Linked DNA regions of Mus musculus: region 2 is linked to region 1. A link is a contact called in public Hi-C data. All regions are on one chromosome and are shown on one strand. Each heading gives the region's core, a stretch centred on a gene start, on an enhancer-like site or on the middle of the called end of the contact. The rest is flanking DNA. Distances are from core to core; before and after follow the strand shown.

Region 1 (3,192 bases), core at 489-2,988:
TACAGTGTGGGTTCTGAGGATTGAACTCGGGGTCCTGTGCTTCTACAGCACACTCTCCACCAGCTGAGCCATCTGCCTACTGCCTGGAAGCTGTGTGAGCATAGGAGGAAGGGAAGGAGGGAGGGACGGAGGGAGGGAGGGAGGAAGGTACCCACATGGGGCCAGCAAGGCCCAATCTCAAACTCCTGGCAGGTCTGCTGGAACCACGAAGAGTTCACTCTGCCACCTCATCTAGACCTCCTCTCTTGTCACACACTCAGTGGGTCCCCAGAACTTAGTGCATAGCTCCCTAAGTTCCCCCTTCCCCTTCTCTTTCTCCCTCCTGAGCAAGTCTCTCTGGGCTTCTCACCCTGTCTTGCTGGCGTGTGGTAACAGAGTTCTTCTCCATCAAGCCAGGGATTCTTCTCGTCCCTAGGTGCCACAAGCCCTTCTCTCCTGAATAAAAATAACGTCTCCTAGGAGCATGACTGTCCCCGACTGAGTGCCAAGGGTCACAAATCTCACCTTCCCGGCTTCCCTGCTGGGGTGTGACATCATGGGTTTTCTGCAGCCTGTGAGGTACCAGCCCAGGAGGCATGTAGTGCTTGAATCCCTGGCCATCAGTGCATGGATGTATTTGTAACCTCATTTGCTCTGTTTCTGTTGGGGAAAATCTTTCTGTCTGTCATTGCCAGACACCAGCGATCAAGACCTAACGGACCCAGCACCATCTTTCTGGAACGTTCTACCTCTCTCCCCAGTGGCAGCATCGGCTGCTCTCCCTGACCTTCGCGGCTACCCAGTGATGATCCCTCATCTTAGAACATCCACATTGGCCCACCAATCCTCACTGCCCTCCAGAGAGCCTCTGGCCTCACCTTCAGCAGAAAGTCACACAGCAGCCTACACGGAGACTCTGCCCTGCAGGTCTAAAGCCAACAATTGATTTGCTGAATTTTTGTATAAAAAGAGAAAGCAAAGAGGGTCTTTGCCCCAGACCCTCACTTCACTGCCTCACACCCAGTCAAACGCAAGCTGAAACACTGACATGATGGTGATTTTGCCAGTCCCAGGTCCATCTGGCAAAGAGATCTATTGATGAGATTCTACGGAGTCACAGTAGGCCATATTTCAACTGTACAAATGTCACCTCTGGGCTTTGCTTATGAAATCAAAAAAAAAAATCTTACTTTTTTGGCATGTCGGTTAAAGAAAAAAAAAGGACTGAAAACGTAATTCACTGATTCTTCATGTATGCTTGCCTTAGGTTATTATCATCGAGAACTTTCCAGAACATTTTGCACTAATAATGACATCCCCCACCAGCAGCCCCTGCAAGAGACGAATGAAGGCTCTTTTAAAAACTTTAGCTATTGCTGTCTTGTTAAACACATTCCTGGTACCTCGGGACCAGCCCCCCACGCAGATGAGAACCTCCACAGAGATAAGACAGGCTCTCCCAACAGCAGCAGGGAAAGTGCCCCTAGGTCCCCCGTTCCGTGGGTAGCACAGGTGAAAATCAAAAGCAGTACGTTGGAAAGCAAGCGCTTAGAGACGTGCGCTGTCTAGGAGATCGTGCGGGTAATCAGGACTTTCCAATCATTGCTTCCATGATGACAAGCAACAGCAAGAAAATGCAGGATGTTGATGCCTAATGGGTTTGCCCTTTGCCAGACAAATCCTTTTACCCACCGCGGGAAAGGCAGGATTTGTACGGGCTCCTGGAGAGAGCGCACACTGCCCTCTTGTGGTGACATGTGCTCATGATTTTATAGACTCCGGGAAACGGTAGAACATTACCACCAAAAGTAGATCAACCCCTGAGACAGATGGGAGTTGACAGCTTCCCGCCCTCTTGACCAGGAAACAAGCTGTTTGTTCCTTTGCTCAATAGCTGGGAGAACTCTGCCAAGACGGAAAAAGTCAGTGTAATTCTTCAAATGTTTGAACTCCATCAAACGGACTAAGAAGTGCACAGGAACTGCAGGCAGAACGGGTGAGTTGCAGTCTAACAGGAACTTCCCTCAGATCTTGAGCTGCCAATAAGGTATAAGAAATGGTCAGGTTTGGGACCAGCGAGATGGCTCAGAGGGCAAAGGGTGCTTGCCACCAAGCCTGATGGCCTAGGTTCTACCCCTGGAGCCCAGATGAAGAAAAGAACCCATGCCTGCAATTTGTCCTCTGACCTCCATAGCACCCTGTGGCCTGTGTGTTTGTGCATATTTGCGCATCACACACACACACACATACACATGTGCACACACACACATACACACAGGCACAGGCACACACACAGGTACATGCACACACATGCACACACACATACATACACAGGCACATGCACACACACATATACACTCACATGTGCATACACATACACACGCACACACAAGCATGCACACAATAAATAAATAAAATTTTTAAAAAACTTTGATATTCAAAATTAACAAGCCCCCCCACACACACACACACACACAAAAGAAGATGGACACTGAGGAGGGAAGAGGGAGGGGCAGAGTTAGGGATCGAGGGAAGAAATTTGGCTGGAACCCCTGCATTTAACTGGAGGTACAACTGATTTTTACCTCCTAAAAAGGATGCATTTACTATTTTCAACTGTCTTCATCTACCCTGTTACAGGCACATCCTAATTTTTGCTAATTCCCCACAGCCAAGAAAGGGAAACTATTCACTTGGCCCCGGCTCTGGGAACTGTTTCTAAGCCGGTGCTGTGGATCTGCGGAAATGCAAATGTCATTTCTAAATTTAGCGTGAGAAAGCCAGAGAATCAGCATTTCTGTTGATGGAACACCTTCTCGGGAAGTAGCACGTGCGGAAGCAAGCAGGCAACGCTTTTCTCTGACACTTGGAACAGTCCAGCGTCTCCCTGGCCAGCCCTGCCTCCGGGAGGGGCTCCCAGAGGATGCGTACCTGCGCAGACCTGAGGCAAGTCTCCTCTCCTTCCTTCCTCGAACAGCACCAGATTGTGACCCTAAGCAAGGCACTTCCTGGGCCTCACCCTCCTCTCCTCCAAAAGAAACAGAAAAACTTCACATCCTAGAGACACCTACATCCTCCGAATGAATCCAGAGGATGGAGACCATTATTTTCTTCATTGGTACAGCCTCTGCTAAGTTGCTGTGTGTCTGTCAGCAACCCCTCTCCCAGCCTGCAAGTTAGCAAGCCAAATCAAGTCATTAGGAGACACACATA
Region 2 (3,192 bases), core at 342-2,841, 410 kb before region 1:
GAATTTATCAGTGTGTTGTGACTAATCTCCATACAAGAGAATAGGTACTGTGCTCAGAGCCCCCAAATTCAGCTGGAGAATTTGGGAGACCCAAGCCCCACTCAAGGATTTAAAGAAGAGTTTCTGGAATGGGAGGAAAATTCAAGCAACTCCTATGAGCATGGTTGGTTGGTTTGTTTGCTTTTCTAGTTCTGAAAGTATAAATGAACCAAGTTGTTCTGTTTCAAAGAATTGGAAAAAGCAGTGTGTGCAGTCAAGCACGGTCACTGTCGCAGTGTTTAAAGTCTGGGTAGGGAGGAGAAATGGTCCAAATGTCCAGGTTAGGAGACTGGCTCATAAGAGGTGAGCTATCACATACATGTTAAAAGCATCAGTGTTCATTGTTATTTCTAATATTTCAGAATGTGTCTGAGATGTAAGTCTCAACCTCATTCAAGTCTCCAGCAACTAATTTAAGCTCCGAACTTCCTGTGGCCTTGTTTGAGGATGAACATCATGCCTAGGACTGTCTCACAGGGTACTCAGCTATGTCAAGTAAATTAATATACATAAAGAGGGCCTGAGACGATGTGAGGCGTGGTGCATATTACATTTGTCCATTAATATCACTCCATGCTTAAAGCACACACACACATACACACACATACAAACACACAGACACACACACACACAACTCAGAACAAAATGTGTCTATCATCTCTCTCTGCTAGAGGGAAATATTGCTTGAAATACTATAGTATCTCTCTCAAAATAGATACAAAAATGAGTTCCTGGAAACCTGTTGGCTGAGGCTAAAGACAGAGAGTAGAGGTCATTATTATTTTGTTCCAGTATGCATAATATGTTTTAATTGTAAAAGAATATGACAGTAATATTGTATAAAACATATTTCCTAAATCACTCTGAGGCAGATTTACTCGAGATATTATTAAGAAATCAAACACGATAACAGTTTTTGTTTTCCTCAGATGTGAGGAGCCCCGTGGTAGTGAGAAAGTCTGCACAGACTCCACTCCAAACACAGTAACAGGGACATCAGTGTGGAATTGGACCACGGCCTACAAAGGGAAAGAGGTCCCAGGTATTTTAAAAAGAATGGGCCAAAATGGAGCCAACACCATTTAAAAGGAAATAACAAAACCAAAATGTTTCAGATTATTAATATTTATAGCAGTTTAGTTTTAAAATAAACTTTTATTTTATTAGCATGCTGAACATCTTATTTAATAACTTCAATCCACTGACTATTTATGACTTGTAAAATTGTTACACAGAAAATAATTATATTTATGTAATATTAAATATTCCTAGATAAAATTAACAACATATCGGTTCCTTAATTTAATAAATATTATTTTAAGATATTAAATAGGTCAAATTTGATCCATAAAATATTTGTTAAAATTAGACTGTTTACCACTGTGACTCTGGCATGGTGACTTTGGAGTGGCCTCTGTTTCTTTATTTGTCACATACACTCCAGCCTTGAGAATGGAGGGAAGTGAACAGCAGGACCCAGCAGTGCATCATGGTAAACTATCAGCTCTATCCTGCAATAAATCCTCAGGGACCATTTGTTTCTCCTACAGACTGCTCCAGCCTCCCGTGCAGTGGGGGAATTGGTTACCAGCGAAGTAACACTTAGGCATAGGAGACACCTACTTTTCTTTCTTTTCTTTTCTTTTCTTTTCTTTTCTTTTCTTTTCTTTTCTTTTCTTTTCTTTTCTTTTCTTTTCTTTTCTAAGTTAGCCAAAGGAAAACAAAAGACCTACTATGTTACCAGCATTTTGAAACACAGTAACTGACAAAAGCATTTCCGACAGAAAACAAACCCCTCTAATTCCCCAGGAGACCAAATCACCGCACAGCTTTCCTTCCTCCAGAAGCATGCCCGGCAACTGTCCAGTGTTCTGTGATGACCAAGCAGCAGTCGCTCTGTGTCAGCCCTGTGAAAATCAGCCGTGCTAAGTTGATCAAGTCATGGTGGAGATGTCCAGCCAGAATGTAATTAGCACTGACAGGTACTGGGATTTTAAAAACCAAATCAGGAAAACCACATAAAACTACAGCCTAATGTAAAACCTCCTTGAGAGCTGGCGGGGAAGTGGACTGCGCGACCCATGGGGTCCCTGTTCCAGCTTTAATTGCTGTTATTCTCTGGGATGTGATATCTTAATCAGAAACAATAGCTTGTTTAATTGACTAAGATTGGGGGAGGGCTGCCACCTCTCAAAGATATCAGGACTGCACTCAGAGCAGATGAGCTCTGGGGTGAAATTAAGAGGACTCTTTAGACAGTGTGGCTCAGGGCATTGTGGGATTGCTGTGCAGCAGAGGGCTGGGACCTTCCTTATTTGAAGGATTTAAGAGCCTTGAGATGACGATTCTGCTCAGAGATGGCATTCAGAACACTCTCTGCAGGATTCTCTCTCTCTCTCTCTCTCTCTCTCTCCTCTCTCCCCATTGTGTGTGTGTGTGTGTGCACACGCGCACATGTGCGTGCATGCACACACAGGCATGCATATATGTATGTGTGGTATCTTCTCACTCTTTGTGTGGATGAATACACTCTTACATGCATGTGTAGAGGACAGAGAAAGAATGTTGCTGTCTTCCTCGTTGATCACTCTCCTTATTGTTCCTTTGAGACAGGTTCTCTCACTGAACTTGGAACAAGGCTGGCACTCAGCCAGCCCAGTAGACCCTCCTGTTTCTGCCCCAGACAGTGCTAGTGTTAGAGGTGCCTATAACCATTCCCTTTTTTAACTAGGGGGTCTGAAATCAGGTCTTCGTGCTTGTACAACAAGTACGGGGTCATCTCCTTAGATCCTGTGTCACCTTTTATTAGTCAGGTTGGATGATCTGTTTTGTAAAACTAAAAATGTTTGTTATTATAATTCATGTATATGGTGTCTCAGAGAAGTTTTCAAAGGACATTGACATATATTACTTTTATGTCTGGAATGATAAATGCTATGAAATAGAGTTTATCATCATCTGAAATGTTCAGACCTGATCGCTAAGCCAGAGGTGGTCCATTTTCCACAAGTCACCAGCACACAACAAAAAAACCCACCTGAAGAAGGAATAAGAAGGATTCTCTTTCGAAAACATATTCCCAGGGGACCCTAATGTCCTCACACATCTGTTAGGGATATTCTATGTAAACAAAACAGCATATCTGAGTTAATT

Evidence for each region. A called contact is a pair of places that touch in the nucleus more often than the background predicts.
Region 2: a contact with region 1 is called in a Hi-C map of the N1E-115 cell line, with 11 times the contacts expected there. The contact joins two enhancer-like sites. A contact is called at or near these places in 4 of 484 Hi-C or Micro-C datasets (the N1E-115 cell line, cortical neurons and uterus) and 2 of 115 datasets of contacts at active chromatin or transcription factors (astrocytes and embryonic basal ganglia).

Annotation. Positions count from the first base shown.
Region 1 is chr2:169,060,272-169,063,463 of GRCm38.p6, reverse strand. No RefSeq gene overlaps it. Among named protein-coding and RNA genes, the nearest start is that of Gm52536, 17 kb to the left of the region's middle. Within about 2 kb of position 1,738, at least 14 of the 459 cell types and tissues checked have an H3K27ac peak or open chromatin away from gene starts, as enhancers often do. A contact at or near this core is called in the N1E-115 cell line, where this site is marked.
Region 2 is chr2:169,473,685-169,476,876 of GRCm38.p6, reverse strand. All of the region lies in intron 2 of Gm34112 (a long non-coding RNA gene), which reads left to right. The region is part of intron 1 of Gm14249 (predicted gene 14249); the gene reads right to left. Among named protein-coding and RNA genes, the nearest start is that of Gm14249, 13 kb to the right of the region's middle. Within about 2 kb of position 1,591, at least 10 of the 459 cell types and tissues checked have an H3K27ac peak or open chromatin away from gene starts, as enhancers often do. A contact at or near this core is called in the N1E-115 cell line, where this site is marked.